Regions from separate parts of the Mus musculus genome. Here regions 1, 2, 3, 4, 6 and 7 are each linked to region 5. The links are chromatin contacts, called in public Hi-C and promoter capture Hi-C maps. All regions are on one chromosome and are shown on one strand. Each heading gives the region's core, a stretch centred on a gene start, on an enhancer-like site or on the middle of the called end of the contact. The rest is flanking DNA. Distances are from core to core; before and after follow the strand shown. Region 1 holds the start of Rnf41 (ring finger protein 41). Region 2 holds the start of Pa2g4 (proliferation-associated 2G4). Region 3 holds the start of Rps26 (ribosomal protein S26). Region 4 holds the start of Cdk2 (cyclin-dependent kinase 2). Region 5 holds the start of B4galnt1 (beta-1,4-N-acetyl-galactosaminyl transferase 1). Region 6 holds the start of Bloc1s1 (biogenesis of lysosomal organelles complex-1, subunit 1). Region 7 holds the start of Ikzf4 (IKAROS family zinc finger 4).

What was found. Promoter capture Hi-C pulls out the DNA fragments that hold promoters and counts their contacts. Hi-C and Micro-C count contacts between places; a contact is called where the count stands out from the background.
Region 1: a promoter capture Hi-C map of liver shows a contact between it and region 5, with 2.8 times the contacts expected there. The contact joins the promoter of Rnf41 here to the promoter of B4galnt1 in region 5. A contact is called at or near these places in 8 of 39 promoter capture datasets (the C10 cell line, embryonic stem cells, hematopoietic stem and progenitor cells and 4 more), 1 of 115 datasets of contacts at active chromatin or transcription factors (thymic regulatory T cells) and 2 of 9 other capture datasets (adipose tissue and liver).
Region 2: a promoter capture Hi-C map of liver shows a contact between it and region 5, with 5 times the contacts expected there. The contact joins the promoter of Pa2g4 here to the promoter of B4galnt1 in region 5. A contact is called at or near these places in 4 of 39 promoter capture datasets (hematopoietic stem and progenitor cells, liver, neutrophils and 1 more) and 2 of 115 datasets of contacts at active chromatin or transcription factors (bone marrow-derived dendritic cells and embryonic stem cells).
Region 3: a contact with region 5 is called in a Hi-C map of B cells, with 8 read pairs. The contact joins the promoter of Rps26 here to the promoter of B4galnt1 in region 5. A contact is called at or near these places in 1 of 484 Hi-C or Micro-C datasets (B cells) and 1 of 115 datasets of contacts at active chromatin or transcription factors (thymic regulatory T cells).
Region 4: a contact with region 5 is called in a promoter capture Hi-C map of pre-B cells, with 2.8 times the contacts expected there. The contact joins the promoter of Cdk2 here to the promoter of B4galnt1 in region 5. A contact is called at or near these places in 6 of 39 promoter capture datasets (cranial neural crest, embryonic stem cells, fetal liver and 2 more) and 1 of 484 Hi-C or Micro-C datasets (B cells).
Region 6: a promoter capture Hi-C map of liver shows a contact between it and region 5, with 2.2 times the contacts expected there. The contact joins the promoter of Bloc1s1 here to the promoter of B4galnt1 in region 5. A contact is called at or near these places in 3 of 39 promoter capture datasets (liver and pre-B cells).
Region 7: a promoter capture Hi-C map of liver shows a contact between it and region 5, with 2.4 times the contacts expected there. The contact joins the promoter of Ikzf4 here to the promoter of B4galnt1 in region 5. A contact is called at or near these places in 1 of 39 promoter capture datasets (liver), 2 of 115 datasets of contacts at active chromatin or transcription factors (pancreatic cancer cells and thymic regulatory T cells) and 1 of 9 other capture datasets (macrophages).

What each region holds. Positions count from the first base shown.
Region 1 is chr10:128,409,287-128,412,914 of GRCm38.p6, forward strand. It overlaps Rnf41 (ring finger protein 41), which reads left to right and starts at 2,330. Exons shown (of 7, transcript NM_001164237.1): 1 at 2,330-2,539. Nabp2 (nucleic acid binding protein 2) reads right to left here and starts at 564. Exons shown (of 7, transcript NM_027257.2): 1 at 450-564; 2 at 1-62. The coding sequence starts at 39.
Region 2 is chr10:128,564,406-128,567,916 of GRCm38.p6, forward strand. Pa2g4 (proliferation-associated 2G4) reads right to left here and starts at 1,529. Exons shown (of 12, transcript NM_011119.3): 1 at 1,335-1,529. The coding sequence starts at 1,422. Erbb3 (erb-b2 receptor tyrosine kinase 3) reads right to left here. Exons shown (of 28, transcript NM_010153.2): 28 at 3,118-3,511.
Region 3 is chr10:128,624,530-128,628,172 of GRCm38.p6, forward strand. Rps26 (ribosomal protein S26) reads right to left here and starts at 1,977. Exons shown (of 4, transcript NM_013765.2): 1 at 1,947-1,977; 2 at 1,534-1,711; 3 at 678-808; 4 at 1-107. The coding sequence starts at 1,949. The coding sequence ends at 72.
Region 4 is chr10:128,703,440-128,707,070 of GRCm38.p6, forward strand. It overlaps Cdk2 (cyclin-dependent kinase 2), which reads right to left and starts at 1,612. Exons shown (of 8, transcript NM_183417.3): 1 at 1,273-1,612; 2 at 487-564; 3 at 268-388. The coding sequence starts at 1,388. Pmel (premelanosome protein) reads left to right here and starts at 2,819. Exons shown (of 11, transcript NM_021882.4): 1 at 2,819-2,919. The coding sequence starts at 2,847.
Region 5 is chr10:127,162,967-127,166,547 of GRCm38.p6, forward strand. B4galnt1 (beta-1,4-N-acetyl-galactosaminyl transferase 1) reads left to right here and starts at 2,190. Exons shown (of 11, transcript NM_008080.5): 1 at 2,190-2,553; 2 at 3,038-3,256. The coding sequence starts at 3,039. It overlaps Gm51819 (a long non-coding RNA gene), which reads left to right. Exons shown (of 3, transcript XR_003949045.1): 3 at 699-717.
Region 6 is chr10:128,922,159-128,925,856 of GRCm38.p6, forward strand. Bloc1s1 (biogenesis of lysosomal organelles complex-1, subunit 1) reads right to left here and starts at 1,366. Exons shown (of 4, transcript NM_015740.3): 1 at 1,217-1,366; 2 at 496-568. The coding sequence starts at 1,277.
Region 7 is chr10:128,643,927-128,647,453 of GRCm38.p6, forward strand. Ikzf4 (IKAROS family zinc finger 4) reads right to left here and starts at 2,067. Exons shown (of 8, transcript NM_011772.3): 1 at 1,795-2,067; 2 at 1-42. The coding sequence starts at 1,881. It overlaps Gm26876 (predicted gene, 26876), which reads left to right and starts at 1,958. Exons shown (of 2, transcript NR_152728.1): 1 at 1,958-1,994.

The sequences.
Region 1 (3,628 bases), core at 1,080-3,579, 1.2 Mb after region 5:
CCCGGGCTTGATATCCTTCACGAAGGTCTCGGTCGTCATGCTTCCCGAGCCGTGGCACCCCGCTGGAAGCGGAAATGGGAGAGGAAGGTTCAAGGCTCAGAGCCTTTGCCCCCATGCTCCCGCTCGGCCTACCCACCACAGCAGGCTGGAATCTGGCAGCCTCGGTCCCCCTCTAACCCTTCTGGGGGGTTAGAAACGAACTTCCCTGGGGGCCTCGTACTTCAAGATCAGAACTTATAGATCTCTGGGTAAGATGCTTAGGGGCTGGTAGGCCCTATGTCAGGATGCTTTCAGTCTCACGCTCCGAAGCCGGGAGGCTGAAGGAGACTCGGAGGGAACCCGATGCAGCTCCAGGAAACAGAATCTCACTCGGCAGATCTTCCTGAACCCGCATCCCCACAACCCAGAACTCGGTCCATCCCCTCCCCCACTCGCAGCCCACCACCCACCCAGCCAGCAGGCCGGACTGTGCACACCGCCGAGCCACCCGCAGGGGGAGCCAGGGGGCTGGCTGCCGCCGGATGCTGCGGAGAGGAACGCCGGAGCGCTTACATTCCCGGAAACGTCCCCTGACCTCCTCCAGCCAATAAGGTCCGATCTGCCTCCCAAAGCGCCCCACCTTCGGCCACCACCCATCCAATCAGGCTCCGAGATTCACTTGCCGCGAAGGGGGCAGTTTTAGGTTTTAAAGGAACCTTGCAGTGTATTAGTTCCGTAGAGGGAAAGATGGATGGACCACCAGGGGGCGCCCCAGATACCAATCCTCCCTTCCTCCCAAAGAATGCACTTTGGGCTCTTAAACATTTCATTTTCTCTTCAACTAGTGTCACAGTGGAAAAAAGGTCCAAGGGCGATGGAATGCAGCAGGAAAACGTTTTAGTTCCAGTCTGTTTCTTTGCTTGTTTTCTCGGCAATTCTTTTTTTTTTTTTTGCGGGGGGCGGAGGGAAGGAGTTTGAGACAGGGTTTCTCTGTGTAGCCCTGGCTGTCCTGGAACTCACTCTGTAGACCAGCCTGGCCTCCAACTTAAAAATCCACCTGCCTCTGCCTCCCAAGTACTGGGATAAAGGCGTGCGCCACCACTGCCCATTTTACACATGAAAATGGAAAGTTAGTTAAAAGCCAGTACCTTGGACATGGCAGGAGCTTACACATCATCTTTAATGTACCGAACGGTTCGGCTCAGGGCTCTGGGACAAGCAGCATTTTCGCCATAGAAAGATAATACGCAGATTCACTCTCCTTTGAAAGACGTTGAACCCGGAACATAAAAAGCAAGCCTCAAGCCAGGTGGACACTGGGGAGGCAAGAGGTAGGCGGATCTCTTGAGTTTAAGGCCAGCCTATCCTACATAGTGAATTCCAGGACAGCCAGGGCAACAAAGAGAAACCCTGACTAGGGGAGAGGGAGGGGAGGGAAGCAAGTTTGACTTGGTTCACAAAGGCACATCCGATTCCTGTTTCCTTATTTTATTGTATCTCAGAGACACCTAGAAGCTTAAGTTTCCTCTGGTACTCGTCATATTGTCTTCAAAGGAAGCAGCTAGCTCTGTATTCTCACGAATAAGCTAGTTACATATGTACTAATGTGAATTGCCCTTTAAAAAAGAGAGTATCTACAACAAATACTATTTGACACCAGATTAGCCTAAGAGGTAATGTAATTGCATTCCTTGTCTTGCTTCCCCGCTTACCTAACACAGAGCGCTTTAAACTCCACCACGACTCTCCTCGGGTTCTCTCCCACCCATTTCCCCTAACCACAGTGTTGCAGCCTTAGGAAATCAAATCCATTAATGTTTCGGGCGGTCTGAGTTTTTGAAGAGCCATCAGGAATACTACAAGAGTGTGTGGCTGGGAGGTGGACGACCCCTGCAGCACCCTAGATCAAAGCTTTGCGGTGAGACACTCCCTCCCTCTCCATCCTGCGGCCTCCTAAGTTAACAGCAGCATCCATCCCCATGACTGTGAGTCACAGGTCGGGAGGCTCCGGGATGCTGACCACAGCTCTGGAAACTGAAGGGCTGGGAGGACAGCAGGCCACGCTGCAGACCAGCTGCCCCGCGGCGACCTCGTCCCAGCGCTGCACCAGGTCTGGCACCCGAGCCGTGCACCACCCAGCACCAAGTAACTCTGCAAGGCGGGACACCCAGGGTCGCCCCGGAGCTTCACACCTGAAGCACATAGAGCCCTCCCTCCCAAAAGGCTACACTGTCCGTCCTAAGAACTTCCGGCCCAGAGCGGAGGCCCAGCTAGCCCCCGCCTCTCATAGGCCGCTCGCAAGGAGCATCCAGGCGCCGCCGAGTTAAATAGAGAGGCGGGGCTTGGTGACGAGCTTCCGCCCCGTTGCGTAGCAGCAGTGGGCGTGGCTAAGGGCTAACCCGAGACAGCGAGGAGTGGTCGGAACCTTCTTCCCCATCCTTACCTTCCCCTTCCCCTACGGGGAAAGGCTGAGACCGGGCACACAGTGTGCTACGCGGCCGCCGTGTCCTCAGCTGCAGCCAGGCCCCGCGTCCGGAGAAACCAGGCTGCGTTCCGGGTGGTGCGTAATGCGCCTGGGCGAGCTTCTAACCCTGGGGGGTTGGGGGGGAGAGGGGGCGAGGTCCCTGTGGATTGGTGCCTGGGTCCGAAGTGCTGGGGGTAGGGAGGAAGGGTGGAGAGGAGGAGGAAAATGGAGGAAGGGAGCTCAGCTGGGAGGAGTCGGGAGGTGAGCTAGCTGGGGGCTCTGGAGCTTTGGAAGATCCTCTGGAGTAGGGAGAGCCTCGGGAAGTGCGGGAGTGGCCTTGGGCCAGCCTGAGGACCCGGGAGGAGCTGATTGCTGGGGCTGAGGGACAACATGGAGTTTAAATGGCAATGATTGACAGGCCTGGAGGCGAAGGGAACGTTCTGGGGGCTAGCCTTGGCAGGGACCGCGGAACCCAAACCTCCGCCCTCCAAGCGCCATAGCTTGGCTTCTTTCCCATGCCTTGTCTTTGGCAGCCTTGTCTTTCTCTTTTATTCCTTCGCCGCTTCTCTCCCCTCCCGCCTCTCCGTGGAGGACTCTTACATTCCTTACATCTTTGACCCTGAATGATTTGCAGCCCCGCTCTCTGATACGCACGATCCATCCACTCGTTTAATACACTGGAAAGCCCACCCCAGTCCAGGAGGCAGGGCATTTGTGGGGTAGAGAGTGAGGGGGGGTGGGAGTAGGGGCAGGAGAAAGACCTGAAAAAGCAGGATGAGGGTGTTTTGGATTGGTACACTAACTTCATTTCATGAAACTTCATTTCAACTGGTAGCAAATGTGATGGTTACCAAGGCCACTGTTCTTGGGAGATTGACCTATGAGAATCTTGGCAGCTACTTCTTATACAGTAGTTTTAACTACTGTAGCAGGATGGGTGGCTACTAGTGTTCCCCCAAGAAAGAGTGGGATTGGATAGTGCCAAGGGAGGGTGAGGGGTGCATTTGTTATGCAGTGTCTTCAGTAAACCTTGTGGCAGGGCCTACTTCCCAGTGATTGAAAAGAAGGAACAAGCATTTTCAAGCATTTCCTCTGGTTCTCACTGTGAGTTTATTTTGCCATTCTGTTGCAACAAGTAATACAGCAGTCTTACACGTGCACTCAGAGTTTATCTCATTTGATTTG
Region 2 (3,511 bases), core at 279-2,778, 1.4 Mb after region 5:
GCAAATACTAAAACATCACCCCAAATAAGGTTATCATTTTGTGTATGTCTTTATGATCATGGGAATTCTAGGTTTGATGATTTCTTATGTGTTTTATTCTCTGGATTCCAGAGGAACTAAGATGTAACCAAAGACACCCTAAATACCTTCTTCCAAGTATTTTGTCAAGTCCATTCTAAAGGCCTAAGGCAGTTTTTTTTTTTTCCTCAAGACAGGGTTTCTCTGAAACTCAGAAATCCGCCTGCCTCTGCTCCCCAAGTGCTGGGATTAAAGGCGTGAGCCACCACTGCCAAGTCTAAGACAGTTTTTATCAAGTGAATTTTAATTTTTAAAATGTTAAAGAGCCGGGCATGGTTACACACACCTTTAATCCCAGCACTCTGGAACGCTGAGGTGGGCGGATCTCTCAGGCCAGCCTGGTCTAAGGGAGTACCAGGACAGCCAAAGCTACACAGAAAGCCCCAAAAATAAGGGGGTAAGGGAGGGAAAGAACTGGAAAGAGAAAACAGTAAAGTTATCTGTCCAAGTGGCAGACAACTGTTAGGAGAGTAAAGATCATTTAAGAAATGCTTATAATCCTAAAATCCGTGTCTCTCTCCACTTCTTTTCAGTATTATAGACAGGCTTGCCCAGCTGTCTAAGCAGAACCTCAAAACACTGTAGAGGCTCTAGGAACAAATATTAAAGGCCGCCTTCAAAAACCGGAGCAGTGGTCATACAGGAAAGCCAGGTTGTTTTAGAAGCTCCAGAAGTGTCTTCCAACGGCCCCTCGAGCTAGGTCAAGGGGCGAAGGGGGTCCCCACTAAGAAGACCTGAAGTAAAGACTTTAGCAAAGCACGTGGTGGGGAAGCACGGTAGGAGAGGAAGTGGGGAGCCATCGATCCGCACACAGGGACCTGGCAACACGTGCCGGCTCAGCTCCCGCGGGTCAAGAGCCGCGACTGGCAGAGGGGCGCTTCCGTCGCCAACAGCTGGCCGCTTCCTTTTCGAGGTGGCCTCACTGCTGCCAGTCGGGAGCATAGATCCGGACAGACCGAAGGGTATGGGCAGAAGACGACGCGCCTTGCCTCCTTACCAACCGCCCAGGGTCGGAGCATGCCTGGGCCCCTCTCTGTACTCCTCGCGGTCGCCGGCCCGCACCTCCACTCTCCAGCCCAGGCATGGCTGCTCAGTCCCCAGGGCGACACCAGATCTCCCCACCACGTCGCCCCCGGCAGTCGGCACGCGCCCCTCGGTGGCTCACTCGGCAAGACCCAGACGCCACAGCCCTCCGGAGAGAGCCCCAAACCTCTCCCTCTCAGCCTCGACTCCAAGACCCCCGAGGCCGCACTCACGGTTGGCGATGTCGCCCCCCATCTTATACTTGGTCACGACCAGGTCCTCGGCGATAGTTTGCTCCTGCTGCTCGTCTTCGCCCGACATCTTCCTACTGCTACTACTGCAGCTTCACTTTCCCTGAGCTGCGGCCTCCGTCTCCCTTCCCAGCCACAGGCTGTAGCTAGAGTCTCTTCGATCCGCGAGGAAAGCGCGAGCAAGCAAGGGAGCGGGAGGGCGGGCAGAGAGAGCGAGAAGCTGCGAGCGCGCGGGCTGAGGCGCAGGGCACACTGGGACAATGAGTCCTGCTGTCGGCCAGTTCCCAGCCGCCCTCGCGGGCTCTAGAACTACAATTCCCAGCCTGCTCCTCGCGCCCGTCCGCCAGGCCCTGGGAGGACTTGCCTTCCCAAGTCTGCGCACGCCGGAATCGCCGGGCACGCTGGGAAGAGTCTGGCCCCGGCGGGAAGGCGGAGCCGTTGGGGAGCTTGAGGGAAAGCGTGGTCTCTCCGGGAAAAACCTCTCATTCACGCCGACCCTGAGCTCGTAACAGCGAGGGGCGGGCCAAGCGGGGAGGGGTGGAGCTACAGGGAGAAAAGGGTTGAGAGGCCGCTGGGCAGGGTGGAACAGGGTGGAGCCTGGAGCCATAGGACTAGGGTCAGTGGGTGTGTGTGTACGTTTTGGGCGGTTGTCCCGTGCGCGTAGCCTTGGATTCCCCTGTCGGCCGGCGCGACCGGCCTGGCTGGTCAAATCCTCCAGTGCTGGGATAACCTCTGGGAGGGGCTGAGCGGAGGTGGAAGTCCTAGGGTGCTGGAAGCGAGCACTAACTGGACAGTCTGGGTGATTATACATGTACCATGGCCTGCTAATAGAAAAAGGCCAGACTTCCTACTAGACTAGAATAAAATAGCACTATTGTTCCAGCCGTGGTTTTTGATGGGGGCCATCTAAGGGAAACGTTTATGAGGGATTTGGTCACTCTTAAGAGTTCTGAATCGCCGGGATGAGGTGGCGCACGCAAAGGCAGGCAGATTTCTGAGTTGGAGGCCAGCCTGGTCTACAGAGTGAGTTCCAGGACAGCCAGGGCTATATGGAGAAACCCTGTCTCGAACAAAAAAAAAAAAGTTCTGCATCATTTCAAGTTTTCAGTACCCAACCTGTGTAGGAAAAAATAAAAACAACCCAAGGCTTGCTTGAGCTTTTTCATTTTCTCCCAACAATCAGGGGGTTAGGGTTTTGTTCCTAATTGTTTACACTTTTGTTCCTTTGTAGGGATCCCCAGTAAAAAACCCTTTAGTAGAAAGGACTAGAAATGCAAAGCCGGGCACTGGTGGTGCACGCCTTTAATCCCAGCATTTGAGAGGCAGAAGTAGTCGGATTTCTGAGTTCGAGGCCAGCCCGGTCTACAGAGTGAGTTCCAGGACAGCCAGGGCTACACAGAGAAACCCTGTCTCGAAAAAACAAACAAAAGAAAAAGACTAGAATGCAAACAGGGTCTGGAGAAATAACCTGGTTGGTATAACCTGGTATCCTTGCAGAGGGAAGGGAGTTCCCAGAACATTACAGTCACCTGTAACTCTTAGCACTGTGTAGTTGGCCTCTGTGGGCATTGCACTCACGTGCACATAACACCATTCCCAAACTCCCACTCTCTCACATACCCATAATTAAAATCTTAGAACAAATCAAGATTGGTTACATTACTTGTGACAGAATGTCAGAAGCAGAGAAAGCCACCCATTGTTAAGAAGCAAAGAAAAGGGATGGTCATGTGTACTTTCCACTTGACAGGAATCCACAAAAACAAACAAAAAAACTCTGACATTTTTATTTAGACACGTATAAAAACAAAACAAAAAAACTTTAATGGTACAAGAAGACATTCCCCCCAGTTCCCATCCAGGAAGACTTGAGGTTTGAAGATGGATCCTCTTTCTATCCCACCAGAAGTTTATCACTACTGGTTGAGAACAGCTCCCAAAATAGGAGTCTTGGAACCTTTGCGAATTGGCTTGTAATGAGTGTGTATCTGCAACGTAAATGGCCTGCAGCTTACACAAAAATGTCTAGTTACTTGTCCTGTGTCATCTCCACTCCTTCCTGAGATGAGAGGCCTGGGTGCTGGAGGAAAACGTGGCTGGCTGCATTTGCTTGATTCAGTGCACCAACAAACGGAGTCTGGAAGCTCACACATGTAGCC
Region 3 (3,643 bases), core at 727-3,226, 1.5 Mb after region 5:
GCCATGTAAAGTACAACTTCCATTTTATTTTTCCAGGGTAATTTTCCTTCCGTCCTTACAAAACGGCCTCTTTACATGGGCTTTGGTGGAGGTCGAGGTGCAGCGCCCTGAAAAACAAGAGATGAGCTAAATTAGAAATGAGGTACTCGGATCTGCTGCGGTTGCCTACTTAACCCCAGCATTCTAGAGGCAGAAGAATCAAGAGTCCTAGGTGAGCGAAGGCCAGTGAAACCTCTTTTTTTTTTTCTTTCCGAGACAGGGTTTCTCTGTATAGCCCTGGCTGTCCTGGAACTCACTTTGTAGACCAGACTGGCCTCGAACTCAGAAATTTGCCTGTCTCTGCCTCCCGAGTGCTGGGATTAAAGGCGTGCGCCACCACGCCTGGCTTCCAGCGAGACTTCTTAAAACAAAACAAAACAAAAAAAACCAAACCCACCCACCCATGTAGTTCACAGTAGAGCACTTACCAGCATTAAGTTGAGGACCCAGCACCTCAAACCAAAGAAACCAACCACCACCCACCTAGCATCACTAAAAGTGTTTCAGGTTATGCAAAACAGACAAGCATTTTTAAAATTTAAATGTAGGTCGTAGCTGCCACACAGACTAAATAAGACCTTAATGGATACTTCTCTGGGTAAGACTATGTATGTCCCAAGTTAAAATAATTTACTTACAGCAGGTCTGAATCGTGGTGGGGGTGTTCGGTCCTTCCGGGCCTCGCGGGATCGATTCCTAACAACCTTGCTATGGATGGCACAGCTCACGCAATAATGCAGCTTGACATAGAGCTTGGGAAGCACGTAGGCTGAGAAATCGAGAAGCAGATTAGACAGACGCCCTTTCCTGTGATTCTCTTATTCTATTGGTCAGGATTACCCTAACCTCCAAGTTTTACTGATAAATGACACCCAATGAAAACCAGAGAAACCAACACCACACCCAACATACACCAAGAGTTCAACTCTTGGGCTAGAGGTTGCCACTCAAAAGGCCAAGGCATCCTCAAAGCCAAAGTGGGCCACACAATATGAGAATAGCTCAAGTTAGGGAGTCTCACTCTGCTGGCAGGCCTCATGGTTACTACTGTTAGGTCAAGAAAAAAACAAAACAATGAACAAACAGACAAAAGCCAGCCAGGTGCTGTGGTGCACGCCTTTAATCCCAGCACTAGGGAAGATCTCTTGAGTAGGTCTACACAGTGAGTTCTGAGACGCCAAAAACCAAGTCACAAACTGCCCAAACCAGTCTTTGCCCGTTTTAAAAGCTGTTCAATTTTTTTCAATAACTAAAGAATTATGCTTTTTCAGATTCTCCTAAATAGGCAGTCTCTCACAGGGATGGGATGCAGGGGTTTGGCTACCATGCATGAGCCTCAATCTCCACCCCAAGAGAAAAACCAAGTTAAAACCCCATCATTAGGCCTGCTTACTGTGCCACAAAAGGCACCTTCTCCCCAAGCTGAAGACAACGAGCCATACACACCCTCCTCACTCTTCGTCCCTGTACAAATCACGGCTGTGGCTCACTTACCGTCGAAGACGCTTGCTTCAGATATGTCCCTGACAGCAGCGGCTTCTACAATGTTCCGAATGACAAACTTCTTGATGGCCTTATCCTTGGGCACGCACCGGGCGCAGTTCGTGCAGCGAATGGGCTGCACATGGCCGCGGCCCTTTTTGGCGCGACCGTTGTTTCTTCTTTTTTTGGTCTGAGAATGGAAAGAGACGCTATTGGAAAGGGGGCGAGAATTCAGCCCTTCCTGGCCGGCCGCCGCCCGCAGCCCCGACAGAGACCCGTACAAGTCCCGAGCACGCCAAGTCCGGGCTGGACGGACCCTTTGTCACTTTCTCCTCCAAGACTCTGACTTTCAGGTCCCTACCGTCCATAGATCTACTTCTACCCCAGTACCCAGGCCCGCGCGCTCACCACGCGGCGACACTCACCATCTTGGAGCCAAGACTCGAAAGAGGATCCGGCGGCTTGCCCGACCCGCTTATATAGTACGAGATTCCTACGCTCACGCTGAAAAAAAAAACCCTCAGCGACCTGTAATTCTATTTACTCCCTAGCAGCTATTATGCTCGAATTTACCTAATTACTTAGAGTTTCCTGTGAAATGTAGGGTTGTGATAAGTCCCTAGAAATGGTCTATGACGAAAAATATCAGTGGAACTATTTAACCTTCCGGCGGAAGATTAAAATGTTACATTCCCAAACCAGGAAGTGATTACAAGGCTCTATAACATCCGGTTTACGATAGTTCCAGAGCGGAAGTTATCCAGAATTCGGACGCACACTCCCTAGTGTGGGAGGACAAAAGAGATGCATTGTGGGAGTTGTAGTACGACTTGGAGAGGTTCTCTCTTGCCCGTAGTAGACGGACTAAAGGCGGCGCTAAACCACCTTAAGACGCCATGATTTATTTCTTTGAAATATGTGTTCTAAGTGTAGGAATTAGAAATAGAAGACCTGGGAGAAATAAACCATTTGTAAATGCGTCTTTCCAAATAGAGGCTTCGAGTGTTGGGATTAGGCCACCACGCTGGGCTTGGACCACCATTTTATTTCCAGATCCTATTAACACAGATGAAGCACTGTAGTTAGTACATTGTATGTACCAACACAATTTAACTGATCAAGTCTATCAGATAGTTATTTATTTTGAAACATAGTCAAGTAGTCCAGGCTGACCTGGAACTTATTTGGTTAGCCAAGTGTGACCTTGAATTTCTTTTTCTTTTTTTTTTGATTTTCATTTCCCTAATTGCTAGAGATGAACTTTCTTCTTTTAAGATATTTCTCAGCCAGGCGTGGTGGCGCACACCTTTAATCCCAGCACTTGGGAGGCAGAGGCAGGCGGATGTCTGAGTTCAAGGCCAGCTGGTCTACAAAGTGAGTTCCAGGACAGTCAGGGCTATACAGAGAAACCCTGTCTCGAAAAACCAAAAAAAAAAAAAAAAAAAAAATTTAAAAAAAAAAATAATAAAATAAATAAATAAAAAATAAAAATACCTTTGCGATTTTTCCTTATTCTGGTCAGAATGGCAAAGATCAATGGAACAACTGACAAGAAATGACTGAGAGGATGGGGAGGACTCACTCACTGTTGGTGGGATAGCAATCTGGTATAGTCACTATGGAAATCAGTGTGGAGAACTTTCAAGAGATAAATCTATCACATGACCCAGCCATATCTCTCCTTGGCATATGCCAGAGGGACTCAACATGTTACTCTGCAGATACCTGCTTAGACACGCTCATTGCTGCTCCAAACACAATAGGCAGGAGATGGAACAACCTAAATGTCCTACATCTGACAAACACGTAGTGAAAATGTAGTTCATATACACTGTGGAATGCTGTCCAGCTGTAAACACACACACACACACACACACACACACACACACACACATAAATCATGAACCTTGCAGGTAAATGGATGGAGCTAGAAAAGATCACCCTGAACGAGGTAACCCAGACCTGGAAAGTCACTGTCATTGGAGGCTCTTAGCTGCAAACCTTCAGGTGTGAGTTCACATATCATATATCCTAGAGCAACTGCAGAAGTGGGAGAGTAAAGTGGAACCACTGCCAGGATCGGGGGTTGGGGAGCAGTAGCGGGGGAAGCGGCAGTGTACAT
Region 4 (3,631 bases), core at 362-2,861, 1.5 Mb after region 5:
CAGCTAAGGCTATACAGAGAAACGGGGGGTGGGGGGGGGGTGGGGGGTGTCCTTTATCTGAGTGTTATCTGATCTCCTTCCACCTGAGCTGCCGGCTCATAGAAGCTCCTCAATTTTGATTCTTCTGTCCATCCTAGGGTTAATGACTAATGAGTAGGAGAAGGTGGAGTGTCTGAAGTCTGAGAAAAAGCCAAAATAAATTACCAGACTGAATTACCTGCCTCTAGTTTTCCCTAAAATTTGTGGGCTGTCACTGAACAGGGTTACCTTGATGAGGGGAAGAGGAATGCCCGTGAGAGCAGAGGCATCCATGAATTTCTTGAGGTCCTGGTGCAGAAATTCAAAAACCAGATAAAGCTTATTTTCTGTGTGGATGACATCCAGCAGCCTGCAAGAGAAGGTCCAGGAAATGGAGTTGAAGGAGAGAAATTCTGAGGCTAAGCAAGCAGAATTCGTCATAGTGATCATCTCTCAGAGCAGACTTACTTGACGATATTAGGGTGATTAAGTTCCTTAAGGAGAGAGATCTCTCGGATGGCAGTACTGGGTACACCTTCAGTCTCACTTGGAGAGGTTGGGAAAACAGAGACAAGAATACGGTTACAAACATCATTCTCTCAGGGATACACAACCCCCAGCCCCCTTAGGAAGGCAGACAGGAGAGGTGCTGTGAGGAGTTAATTTCTGGGTAGTTAGGGTGTGGCTTTTAGACATATTTAAGGCCATTATTTCCTCTTTTTCCAGTGAAAGGTAAGAAGAGCCTCCAGGTGAATGAAAAGCAGAAGAAAGGTAATAGGGGAGTGGGGTGAGAGTAGCTCCCGGCCTCCCCTGAGGGCCAGTGAATCTCAACTGCCATTCTTTTGAAAGAGAGTGAGGGTTCTAAGTATGGTGCTGGAGCAGTGAGGAGAGCTCTCCATTCAGAAAGGAACTTTTCTCTGGTTACCACATAACCCAACTCCACGAACAGCCCTGGACCCCTCCTATCCCGGGCTCCCACCCCACAACTTTCTCTTCCCAAGTCTCTCGGCTAGCAGATTTGGGAGCACACCGGCTGGAGCACTGCAAGAAACTTTCCCCTGGATTCCAGCCCCGGACAGTCTCCTCCGGTAGAGCCTCCACGGTCGGCCAACCCACCGCTCGCTTCACGCGTCCCTCCCTCCCTCCCCGCTACCTTCCGGTCCGGGGACGCTACCCGCCTGTTGGGGTAGGGGGTTGGGAGGGGGACAGCCAAGAGGTCCGGGCAAAGGAGTTCCGGCTCCGGAGGCCACTCACGTGTCGAGCCGGATCTTCTTAAGCGCCACAACTTCTCCCGTCAACTTGTTTTTGGCTTTGTACACCACTCCGTACGTGCCCTCTCCAATCTTCTCCACCTTTTGGAAGTTCTCCATGGAGCGCTAGTGAGGCGGCTCAGGCCCCCGGGAGCGGGGCCCGGGAACCCTGACGAAAGCGGGCCCGACACTCGGAGCGGAGGACCTGGGGGACCCCGGGTGAGCACGGCAGTCCCAGCTCGGGATGGAACGCAAGGAGAGCTCAGCCCTTGACAATTTGTCCAACTTGAAACAATGTTGCCGCCTCCCCCACTGCTCCAGACGGCCATCCGAGACCCCGCCCCTCCTTCCCGCGTTTCCCTGGCCCCGCCCCCCGCCCTTCCGATTGGTTCACGTCACGAGGGCGGACCGGACCATCGCGCTCCCGCCTCAGAGGCCCCGCCCTGGGCGGGCGAGCCGCGGGGCAGCTGCACAACTTTCCCGCAGTTCCTGGTTTAGGCTCCGCAGGCCGGAACTGGTGGTGTTTCTGGTCTACGGATTTCCTTACCTTTCCCTCACAATTTTCACCACCCCTTGGGTGAGATTAAAATTCCACCTGGACAAGAGAGTCTCTTTTAAAAAGCAAAACCTGGGAATCTTTAAAAGAAAAAGAATAATGTATTTTATTTTAAATGGTGTGTGGGTCTGTGTGTCTGCATTTAAGTTTTCACAGAAGCAGCAGGTGCCCTGGAGCTGAGGTTCTAGGCGGTCGTGAGCCTAACTTGGGTGCTGGAGCTGAACTCTGGTCTTCTGCAAGAGCGGCTTGCGCTCTTAACAGCGGTGCTGTTTCTCCAGCACTCTCGCCTGCTTTTTGGAAACATCTCATAATGCAGCCCTTGTTGGCTGGAATGCGTTCAAAAGTCCAGGTTGTCTTCGAACTCACAGAGATCCGTTTGTCTCGGTCTCCATGTGGGGCACAAAATCCGGTCTCTCTCTCTCTCTCTCTCCCACACACACTCCCTCCTTCTCGCCTCCCTCCGCTTTCTTTTTATTTTTCTGAGACAAGGTTTCTCTGTGTAATCTTGGCTGTCCTGGAACTCTAGTCCAGGCTGGAAAATCGGGACTCTTATTGTAAAGGATTCTTTGGCTAGATAATAGAGTCGTTTCTCAGCCTAGCTTAATACTGTCTCACTGTTTCGGGGTTCATTGGCTGCCTGTGTTGTTTTATTGCTGGCAATCTACCCTCCCAGCCCCTTCTGGATGCTTTTGGATAAAGGTGCTGTTTCTGTCTTAAGGATCTCTTGGTTTGACACAATTCTCTTCACTCTGTCTTGCTGAATTGTGACTGTTAAGTATGTGAATTGAGGCTGCCCATCAGTGAACTCTTTCCAGAATAAGTGTGTCAGTGAATGTGACCCAGCGAAACCAGAAACTGTCATTGAGCTGTGTGGGATGAAATCAGTTCTGGCCCTTTCCTTCTTCCCAGGTTTCCCCTCCTCTGGAGGGAGAGGAGGAAGGCCTATGCAAATGACCATCCCTTTCTATATAGGGGCTCGCTCCCACCCCCTGGTACCTTTGGCTGCTGGCAAGAGGACCACTATGGGTGTCCAGAGAAGGAGCTTCCTTCCCGTGCTTGTGCTGAGTGCTCTGCTGGCTGTGGGGGCCCTAGAAGGTGAGTGTGGGTGGGTGGTCAGGAGCAAGTGCTATTAGCAATTGAACACCAGCTCTGGGTTTCCCCCTTCTAATCAGACAAGTCAAAATACTTTAGGCTTGTCCTATTTGATTTTAGTGAAGATATGGTTTTGTTTGGTTTTTTTATTTGTTCAAGACAAGGTCCAGTGTAGCCCAGGCTAGCCTCAGATTCACTGTGTACCCACGGATGAACTCAAACTCCTCATCTACCTCCTAAGTACATACTTAAACCGTTGTGCCCAGCTTTAGATGTGAACCTTAGGATCAAGCATAGAGGTATCCCTATCTGATGCAGGGGGCAGAAGGCATGGCACTAATTCTGAGGCTGCTTGGAGCACTCAGCGAAATAGGGGCTCCAAGGAGGTGACATGGTGACATGTCCATGGTGACATGGAGATCCTTTGGGTAATATCTTAAATGCAGTGATAGGAGATGTAAAGTAGAGAGAAAAAGAGTAGGGTATTCAGGAAGGCCAAACTGACAGACCACCTCTGCATCAGGGGTGCGGATGGATGAATGTATCCCAGGCTTGTCTCAGAAGGGTCTCAGCTGAGCATCACATGAAAGGACTCTGGGGGATTGAGACCTCGTGACAGGAGCAAGAGGAGGGAGTTAAGGATGGCGAGAGGGTCTGGAATGTCCCGTGCTGCTGAGGAGGGAGAGTGGGCAGTCAAAAAGAATGGTGCGTCTTA
Region 5 (3,581 bases), core at 940-3,439:
ACTCAAACCGCCCTGCTCCCTCCAGCGCTTGTGTTAGAGCGTGTGATTTCAGATGGAGATGAGCTCACTGTGGTGGGGAGGCAAGGCAGGAGGAGCAGGAGACTGAGAGAGAGATCACACCTCAGCTGACAAAACCCACTAGAGAGAGGACAGGAAGTGGGCTGAGGCTCTGAACTCTCAGAGCCCAGCCATAAGGACGCGCTTCCTCCTGTAAGGTGCCTTCTCCATCCAACAGTGACATCACCTGGAGACCAGGTGCTCAAATATCTCAGCCAATTGAGGAGCCTCTTCATCCAAACCACCACATCCTAACACACGGACACATGTACGCACATGTATGAAGAACATATGTGTGTGTGTGTGTGTGCTTCACAAGATATTTCCATGCGTAGGGAAACAATATATGAAAAATCTCAAAATACCATTCTCTCAATGAGGTTAATCTTCAACACTTGTGCGTGTGTCTGCATGTGTGTGCTGTGTGTGTGAGAGAGAGAGAGAGAGAAGAGAGAGAGAGGGGGAGAGAGAGAGAGAGAGAGAGCCTGAGGAGACCAGAAGAGGGCACAAAGTCTCCTAGTGCGCAGTTATGAGCCACTCAACATGGGTGCTTCGAATCAAACTTGGGTCCTCTAGAAGAGGGAGAAAAGCTCTTAACCACTAAGCCATATCCCCCAACCCAACTGTTGGCTTTCTGACAGGGTCTCACTTACTTAGACCAGACCAAACCTGCTAACTCCTCAGCTCCTGACTCCACGGTGTTAAGAAAGGCATGCGCCACGTCGGTTTTGATTCTACCAGTCAAGAATAAGATGACTGCCACAATTTTTGAACAAAATTTGAAGCAAGCTTTAATACTAGCCAGGATGATGGACTCTGGCCAGTCCACTCCAGGGTTCCTAGAAAATGGCCACCAGCTACAATGGCCAGGTGATTATAAAGGGCTAACTCACAGGCTATGCCTTGGTCAGATGGAAGCAAGCATACATCCTGACATACTTCCTCCTACCTACCTCTCAACTCCCTGTGATCCCCTAGAAAAGTGAACGCATGTGGCTTGCTATCTGATACGGGTAACAGCTTCCAGAGAATCGTGGCGTATCTGTCCTCGGGCAGGGAGTTGACCGGTTACAAAGATCATTTTGATTCACGGAGTTCTTGGGCACAGTAATAAAAACCTAACTTTGCATTCTACACCCGATGTCTATCAAGTGTTTTGTAAATAAATTTATTCCTATTTACAATAATATTCTATCTACATGTGGGTCTGTGAAGGGGTATCCAGACGCCCGGGAACTGGAATTATTGTTGTAAGCTGCCATGTGGGTGCTGGGAATTGAACCCAGGTCCTTTGGAAGACCAGCCAGTGCTCTTAACTGCTGAGCCATCTCTCCAGTAAGTGTTTTATATAGACAGGTTTACTAATATTTCCCTTCGCCTCTTGCTTAGGGGATCTCTTCCGACTGTAAAGGAAAAAAAGCCCTTGATTTATTTTAAAGGTTTTGTAATTCTACTTTTAGCATTTGATCTGAAACTTCTGGTTTAAGGGTGGGTTTTCCCTCTTCTCCCCAACACACACACACAGTTCATTCAATATTGCTTATCTACAGCCCCAACCCCCAGACACATTTTTCATTATGTTTTACCTATTTTTCTATTCAATTTTGATCCTTCTGAGAACCACAGGACTTTGTTTCTGGTCAGTGTCGGGAATCAAGCCACCTATGGCCTACTTCACTGTCCATCTGGCCACTTTCTGCGGTTCCTCTTCAAGTCTGTACCAAGAAGCAGTTAGGGGAAGTAGGCCGGCCATTGAGTAACGGCTTGCCTCGGTTGATGGCTGGAATTCGGAGCCAAGAGGTCAGAGAGAGGCCGCTGTCTTTGTTGCTCGTGAGGCAGTGTTCACCTCCAGGGCTGGCTGGTTTTATTTATTTCATCTTCCCCATCCAAGTGTTCCTTGAAATGAGGTTAGACCGCATACTGAACCCAATCGCCCTTCCTGGGGCTACACTGTGAACGAGTGGGGAAATGGCGGGGACCGGGAACTGGCATCTTAGACACCGCGGTTTGGGGACGAAGGGATGTGAAAAGGGGGGACCTTCCCGGGAGGGCTCATCGCCTAAGCAATCTTCTCCGCGTCCGCCAGACGGCGCCGCGGAGCTCGCCATCCCCGCTCAGAGCCCGAGCCTGTGCCGCAGCCAGCCCGGGAGCGGCGCTGCGCTGCGGTGTGAGAGCCGGGCGGAGGCCTGAGCCCTCGGCTGCCTGGGAGCGCGACGCGGTGCCAGGGCTTCCCCGCTTTGTCGCTGGGGCTGGGGCGCGGCGGATTTACGATCCAGTTCACCCCGGCAGGAAACGTTCAGAACCACCCCCGCGCTGCGGTCTACAAAGCCCCGGAGTCCGCAGGCGGGAGGAGTCGGATCCCCGACACTGTCGGGCTCCCTCCCGCCCAGCTCCCGCATCAGGCCGTCGCCGGCCTCATGAGGACCCCCCGGCCGGGGCGGAGAACCGGGCACTGCCCGGACCGCGATCCTGCCGCGGCCTTAGAACGTTAGACAGGTCAGTGCGCTGGCACGCCCGGCGGCCGAGGTGTGGGCAGGAGCGGCGTCCTCCTGGCCTCGCGCATCGTGCCCGTGGCTCAACGAGGCCACCCGAGGGTCACCGAGGCCGGGCACCCGCGAGCGCGGGCGCGACACCGTGCCTTCCCTGACCCGCCAGGTGCAGTACAGCCGCCCCTCCGCAGCACCCTGGCCCGGCTGCTGCCCGTGGGGTGGGGGTGGGGTCCCCGAGGGCTGCGCACCCAAGATACTGCATGTCACCACGGCAAGCCTTGGGTGTATGCGGAAGCCCAGAGGCGAGAGAGAGGCGGAAGAAAGGAGGCCGGGAGACCTTTGGCGTGAGCATGAGGGAAGGGGTGCGCGCCGTGCGGAGCGGAGATGGCTGGCCTTGGGTACCTGCGCGAGCCTCGGAGGCGGCGGGGTCCAGAGTCCCGGCCCTCACGTTCTCTGAGAGCCTGGTCACCTCTCACCCTCCCCCATATCAGGATGCGGCTAGACCGCCGGGCCCTCTATGCGCTAGTCTTGCTGCTCGCCTGCGCCTCGCTGGGTCTCCTGTACTCCAGCACCCGAAACGCGCCAAGTCTCCCGAACCCTCTGGCATTGTGGTCGCCCCCACAAGGTCCCCCGAGACTCGATCTGCTAGACCTTGCCCCTGAGCCTCGCTACGCACACATCCCGGTCAGGATCAAGGAGCAAGTGGTGGGGTGAGTGCGGACCGCGGCGTGGCGGCGGCGACAGCGCAGAACATGCTGGAGGGGGTGGCCGGGGAGCTTTTGTTTCCTCCAGTGCTAGACTCGGACGCTGCTTACTGCTGACTGGTTGGGTGCAGTTATCAGGGAGGTGGAGAGGGCTACCGAAGCTTGAACTGGGGGGGAGACAGGGGCGCGGCAAATCTATCCTCCTCAACCTTGTCGCCGCCACTGGAGTGTGGGAGGATGTACAGGCAAAAGAGCACCCGGAGACTGCCTGCTGTCTTGATTTAGACTTGAGATTCCAGAAGGGTTCCTGGATGGCGGCTACGTAGACATC
Region 6 (3,698 bases), core at 116-2,615, 1.8 Mb after region 5:
AGGGTTAAGGTTGGGGGAAGGGTCCCTGGAGACCCAGAAGGAAAGGAAGAGACAGCCTGGTTTTGTCACAGCTCTTGGCTTAGGCTCTTCCTTACTTCTACCAGCTGTGCCATCCTGTTCCTGCCATTTGTTTCGCAGGCTTTCCAGAGAGTAGGAGGTGAGGAAGGAAAGAGGGTACGTGGTGGAAGAGGTTGTCCTTCCCTCCCACCCAAGTGACAGCTGGACATATAAGGGTTAGTCGAGTTGGCCAGATGGCATCAAGTTGTGCCAGGGAAGTTAGTGTGGGGAGGGGAATTCTGTTTTCCCAACCACTGCAGCTGTCGCCCCCATCAGCGTTAGAGAGTGAAAGCTGACTCAAGTCTCCACAAAGTTACATTAGGGGGAGGGGACAGATCAGAGGAGTTACTGGAGCACCGGGTCCTTCTGAAAGCTGGCCCAGATGCTGTGTAACCAGGGTGGATGGAGGAAACCGGAGTTGAGGGAAGAGGTTCATACCCCACGTTGAGGTGATCCACCAACGCTTCGGTCAGGCAGGTCGCTGCAGCGATAGCTTCTCTCCTCCTCTTCTCTGGGGAAGGGGAAAGGGGTTGGAGCAGACTTCGTATTTGAAAGATGGTGCTAATGGGTCCTCACGCACTTATTACTGTTCTAGAAACTGCCAACTAATGCCAGACCTCTTAAAAAGAACCTTCCATACATAAACAAAACAAACCCCTTTATTTTGGAGGCAAAGAAACTGGGGCCCTGAGAAGGGAATGGACACTCCATCAGGTACGCCCAGGACTCTTCCTAGACATCCTTTTTCCACTACTTTGGGCAATGGATTGGCAACTCCAGGATTCCCAGTCTAGGCCTGGGGAAAGTTGTGCCTTAGCTGTGTGGCAGACTGGGCAGTCCCCAATTCCTCCCACTTCCGGGGTGAGAAGCTGGCTGGGCCAATTGGCAACGCGTTTCGCGCTCCAGGGGCGGGACTCAGGCGCCGCCTGGGCGGGATTGAGGGAGGTGGCGCAGGGACCCGAGTGGTGCCAAGGGGACCAGGGCTGGTTGGCAAGGGGACGGAGTTTCCAGAAGTGCCGCCCCCAATTCCCTGCCCGGCACTCGGGTCGCCCGCTAGCCGGCGCCCTCTCCTTGATCTGGGAGGTTACCCGAGGTCCAGGCCTCTGGAAGAAGCTAGGCCGCGGCCGGGAGCTGCCGACCGACCGGACGCTGAGCTCACCCTGCAGCTCCTTGCGTTCGTTCTGCTTGGCTTGGTGTTCTTTGAGCAGGCGGGACAGCATGGTCGAGTCTGGCTGGGTGTGGGCACGGCGGACCCCTCCCTAAGGCTGCAGGAACTGGACTATGCCTTGGCTCACCCGGAAGGCGTCACGTGATCGCAGTATCACGTGACGCAAGAGCCTCCCTCTGCTTTTGGCATCTGGTGGTTGGTATTGAGGAGCTAAAGGAGCGAAGTGGAGGGTTGGTTGCTTGGTGGGTGAGCTGTTCGCTAATGAGGCTCAGTTTCTGGAGTCAGGAACACTTTTCGCATTTAGTCATGCTGAAGAGTCAGTTTTCACATGCTCTGGCTGTCGGGTTTTGAGAGGATTGGTGTCCTGATGCTGTCCACTACACTTCTGTTACTAGGGTAGCAGAAGCTCTCTGAACTCATTGAAATTCTTCTCCTTCCCTCACCTTACCTCCTGGCAATGCCGGCCGATTCTCAGTGGATTCCCAGCTTCCTCTCCCTAGAAGAGAATGCTTTCTCTTATTTCCCAGCCCTCTTGTCTTCTCACCTCTCCACCGAGGTTCTCTCAGCTCTGGGTGATCACTGTAGAGCAGCATTTTAGGCACCTCAAGCAGCCTTCTAGGGAGCTTTGCTAATGTTGCGGGCAGTGAGTGGTGAATGCGCAGATCTATCTCTGTCCTTTTGTGGTCAGGGAATGCGAACCCATTTTAGTCGTGGCAGAAGCGTAAGTGCTACTGCCAAAGTGAAAGGTAAATTATACAGTGCTTCTCCGACTAAGGAGGAATGCTTCCAGGACTAATTCCAACTAGAAAAATTATAAACACCATCAATTTATTGCTGTTGTTTCTCTCTCTCTCTCTCTCTCTCTCTCTCTCTCTCTGTCCCCTAGGCTCCTTGTGCTTTTCATGGTGGCCAGGAATCCACCAGCGCTACAAGTAACCGGAGCTAAGGGGTGCATTACAAGTGTGCAGACATACCATGTGTCCCACAACTTTGATTCTAGCAGGCCTGAGGCAGAAGCAGGAGGATGTCTGTGTATTTGAGGCCATCCTGGTCTACAGAACAAACTTTGGGGCAGCTAGCAATATGTAGAGAGACCTTGTCTCAAAGCAGAAACACACAGACCACAAAAAAACGAATGTGGAGACATGCTGGCCAAACTTTGGTCAATTTTCTTACCCATTCTGAGCTTTAGTTTGATTGTTAATAAACTAAGGTGATTAGACTAATGTTTAGCTCTGGCTAAAGAGTAGAACCGCATTGAAGAGTTTGTAAATAATACTGTCATGTATGGTATACTGATGCAAACCTGTCAGGGGGCTGAGGTGGAAGAATGGGGAGTTCTAGATTAGCTTGGGCTACATAGCAAGACCCTGTCTCCTACTCCCAATTAAAAAGAAACTTGATCCCAAATTTATTTATTAAATAGACTTTCTGAAGGATTGATCTATGTATGTATGTATGTATGTATGTATGTATGTATGTAGCTAGCTAGCTATCTAGCTATCTATCATCTCTGTATCAGGTGATTCCAGAGTGCTTCCAAAGCTGAGGGACGTGGGGCTAATTCATGTCTGAGACTGTTTACAGCTTTGTCATCTACCCAGCTACCCATTTTCTGAGTTATGGCGCAGATGAAGTTGATAGCTTGGATCCAGTAGCAGGGCAAATGGATGCAGAACAAATTAGAATATTCTTCTTTAGAATAGCGAACAAAATAACCATGGAAGGAATTACAGAGACAAAGTTTGGTGCTGAGATGAAAGGATGGACCATCCAGAGACTGCCCCACCCAGGGATCCATCCCATAATCAGCCACCAAACCCAGACACTATAGCATATGCCAGCAAGATTTTGCTGACAGGACCCTGATATAGCTGTCTCTTGTGAGGCTATGCAGTGCCTGGCAAATACAGAAGTGGATGCTCACAGTCACCTATTGGATGGAACACAGGGCCCCCAACGGAGGAGCTAGAGAAAGTACCCAAGGAGCTGAAGGGGTCTGCAACCCTAAGGTAGAACAACAATATGAACTAACCAGTACCCCCAGAGCTAGTGTCTCTAGCTGCATATGTAGCAGAAGATGGCCTAGTCGGCCATCAATGGGAAGAGAGGCCCCTTGGTATAGCAAACTTTATATGCTCCATTACAGGGGAATACCAGGGCCAAGAAGTGGGAGTGGGTGGGTAGGGGAGCAGGGCGGGGGGTGGTATAGGGAACTTTCAGGATAGCATTTGAAATGTAAATGAACAAATATCTAATAAAAAATTAACAAAACAAAACAAAAAGAATATTCTTCTTGAAGTTTCTTAGTAAGAGTGAGAGTTATTGATCCACTGGTGTATTCAGCTATTTTACTTGTGTGTGTGTGTGTGTGTGTGTGTGTGTGTGTGTGTGTGTGTGTGTGTTAATAGATGCCATGTTTAGGTCAGAAGATAACGTTAGGGAGTCAGTTCTCTCTCTCTCTCTTTTTTTT
Region 7 (3,527 bases), core at 817-3,316, 1.5 Mb after region 5:
CAAGAAATCCGGAGCACACCCTCCTGAGAGCTCCCTCTCCAGCTTTGGTCAGTGGGAAGAAAACAACCACTCAGGACTTGGGGACCATTTCCCATCGCAACCTCTCCTAAAGTCCCGTTCCCCACTCTATCCCTCGGAAGCCCGAGGAACCCTGTTCTCCGGCTATAGAAAAAGCCTTATGGCTTGAATCTGATTTTCCCCTGCTGAGGCTCCTTAGGCGAGCAACGGTTTTCTTAAGAAGTTGCCTTAAGACAGCACCAGACACAAACCATGATGTGAGCGGCTCAGGACCATTAAGACTTGTAGATTCAGGTCCGGTTTTAACACGTGCCCTTTCAACTGAGTTTACTGAGGCTAGATAGGTCAAAAAAGGTTAAGTAAACTCAAAATCCTCCTGCCTCAGCCTTTGGAGTACTGGGATTGCGTGCATGTACCACACCCAGTTTCTTGTTCTTTTCAAAGGTTAGTGCTGACCTACTACAAAGCACCCAGTATTAGTAAGAAGGGACCTGCTGATTCTAAAATGAGTGAATTTCTTGGAAATCCATATCTGGCCCAGTCTCCTGGAGCTGAGGCTGTCTCTACGACTAGGAGCTAGCTTTCTGGGAGACAATATTCTTAAAGGGAAGCTCAGGGACACTGAGGGAAAAGCATTCTTTGTGGCTCTCCCAATGAAGGGCTGGAAACAGGAGAGAAAGGCAGGTGCCTCAAGGCGCACCAGTAACTCCAGAGGCTCTTTGATGCTGCTGTCATCCCTAGGATAAAGGCAAGAGGGAAAACACACTCAAGTCTACTTTCATGGCACTAAAATCTAAGAAGGAATCTCTGTCAAAGGCCAGAGGGTCTTTGTGAGGCTCCAGAGACTTAGACTTCTAGCCTGAGGCTGACGGGGACAAAGTCAGATTTGGGAAACTCATTCGTTTCCCCTCTCAGCCTCGGAAACCCCAGTGAGGGAATTTCAAATGCCTGGGACTTCCAAGAAATCTCAGACTGTCAAAGCCAAGAATTAAGGCTGCTCTCAGGTATCAGAGACATTTTCTTGGTCAAAGCCATCGTAGATTGGCTGAACCTTCTGGGAGCAAAGCTAAATCGTGAGGTCCACAGCAAAGCAACTAGGAGGTGGAGAAAGGGCAGAAAGGCGGGGAAGGGATGGGGAGCAGTCCCACTAAGCTGAGCGGTCTCACACACCGAAAGAGACCGGCCCTCTCCTGGATCCCTTGAGTGGTTGCCTCTGGGGAATAGCCTGGAGCTCTGCAAGCCGCTGCACTTCTCTGAAAGGGATATCTTTCTCCAGCTTTCTCTTCTTGACCATGGGCTCCAGGTGGCAGGATGCTAGCCTGCTATCAGGGACCAGTCAGTGCACGAGCAAAGAAAGACTGCCACCCCCGGCTCTTCTCTATTGTGGGCAGGAGGCTGAGGCCCCTCACATGTCGGTTCCAGGCTGAAGCATCTGCCGTCAAAGCTCTTCTTCCCATCTCAGGTCTTTCTACTCTCCATTCCCACCCAGGCCTGTTTCGGTATTCCACCCCTGGCTGCTCTACCTCTGTCCCCAAGGCCTAATCAAGATGTCACCACAAGCTCCCACTGTCCAAGTCACGGTCTTCGCTTAGCAACACCAAGCACCCTTTCCCATCCTCCCCAAGTGTAAGGAGGAACGCCCCCTCCCCCCCCCCGCTATACACACAGCCCCCGTCCTCTCCCTCTCCTCAGGCTTGGGAGTTGTTACTGAATTGGTTCCCTAGCCCCATCACCCCCCTACCCCCCCTCCGCTAGCCGCCTTCTGCCTGAACTTACATTATCCTTCCCTTGCCGGTGAGACCCTGGGGTGCGAACGCGGCCGCCGCCTTGGAAACGGCGAGGGAGTGCGGGTGGTGTGTGCATGTCTGCGTCTCGGTGGCAGGCAGGGGTGAGCCCAGCCACTCACCTTCCAGGAAGCGTGGATTCCTGGAAGTGAGGGGAACCGCCGTCATTTCGCAGGCAGTGGCAGCCGCACGGTGAGCAGGGGCCCACGGCTGCAGCCGGCAGAACCGCTCAGCCCAGGGTGTATGTGCTGAGAGCCTCGTGTGTATGTGTGTGTGTGTGTGTGTGTGTGTGTGTGTGTGTGTGTGTGAGAGAGAGAGAGAGAGAGAGAGAGAGGGAGAGAGAGGGAGAGAGAGGGAGAGAGAGGGAGAGAGAGGGAGAGAGAGACAGGAGAGAGAGAGAGAGAGAGAGAGAGAGAGAGAGAGAGAGAGAGAGAGAGAGGGAGGGAGGGAGGCGTGGATGCGCTTGGGGAGGGGGCAGGAGAAAACGTACCAGTGTGTGTGTGTGTGTGTGTGTGTGTGTGTGTGCGCGCGCGCGCGCTAGGCTACAGCATCCCTTTTCCAAGACAGTGGAGAGGTGGGAATGGGGGTGCACAGGGAGTGGGGGTGCAGAGGGAGGGTAGGCAGATGTGTTTGCCCTCCTGCCCAACAGACAAAGAGGAGCTACAAAACAAATGCTTGAGAGGGGGGCAAGTGTATGTGTGTGTGGTGTGTGTGTGTGTGTGTGTGTGTGTGTGAGAGAGAGAGAGAGAGAGAGAGAGAGAGAGAGAGAGAGAGAGGAGAGCCGCAGGCTTGTGGGGAGGAGGAAGGGGGTGTCCCAGGGAAGGCCCAATCCTCTGCCAGCTAGGGAAGCCAAGGCCCCACAGGTCATGGGGCCCGGGACACAGGGGCAGCCTCCAGGATCTAGAAGTGGCAGAAGGCTCCTCCCCTAGCAAACTCAGGCTCCTTTCCATCTGCCTCTCCTTCTGACAATCCCCCTTCCCATCACTGACTAGTGGAGATCTGGGACCCTGAGCTTTTTCTAATCCCTGGTTGGGTCTCCCTGTCTTCCCTCTCTCCCGTGCCTCTGGGGCTCTGGCTTCAGGAGTCCTGGATGAATCCTGTCCTCTATCAGGAGAAGGCTCTTGCTCGCTTTCCTTCCAGAGGAACTGTTCACTGCTGAGCTGACCTACTTTGGAAGACTGCATTTTCTGATTCCAAGAATTTGGGATGGGAGGGGCCATGAAACTTTGGGCTGCCAATCCTTGCACCTCTCTCTCCTCAGGTTCTCTTAAATGTTTCAGGGCACCAGGATAAGCTCTGCTCCATTTGATTTGAGCAACTCAGTTTCTGTTTTCAGTGTCTGTGGTGGGTAGGGTGGAAATCTGTGCTGTAAATTAGTGGACTCTCGTTTCCCCCATTTCTTCCCATGGGAATTATCTGTACTTTTAGAAAGGAAGTTGGGGGGCGTGTGCTTTCAGAATCAGGTTCTATGAGATGGTAACATCCCTTAGTAGAACGAGAGGCCTCCTCTCTTTATCAGGTGGCCAGTGGGGGAGGCGGTGACCTGAGAAAGGGCCAGTAAAAAACCAGACACTGGGGACAACTCTCTGCTTTCGGATCAGCCCAGGAGAGGGATGGAGGTCAAAAATGGGTTCTTACATGCCCTATTATATACCCTCTTGGCCATGTCTGGCCCTGAAGGGGGCATTCTTTAGACCTAATGTCAGTGCTGCCCTGACTTTGTCT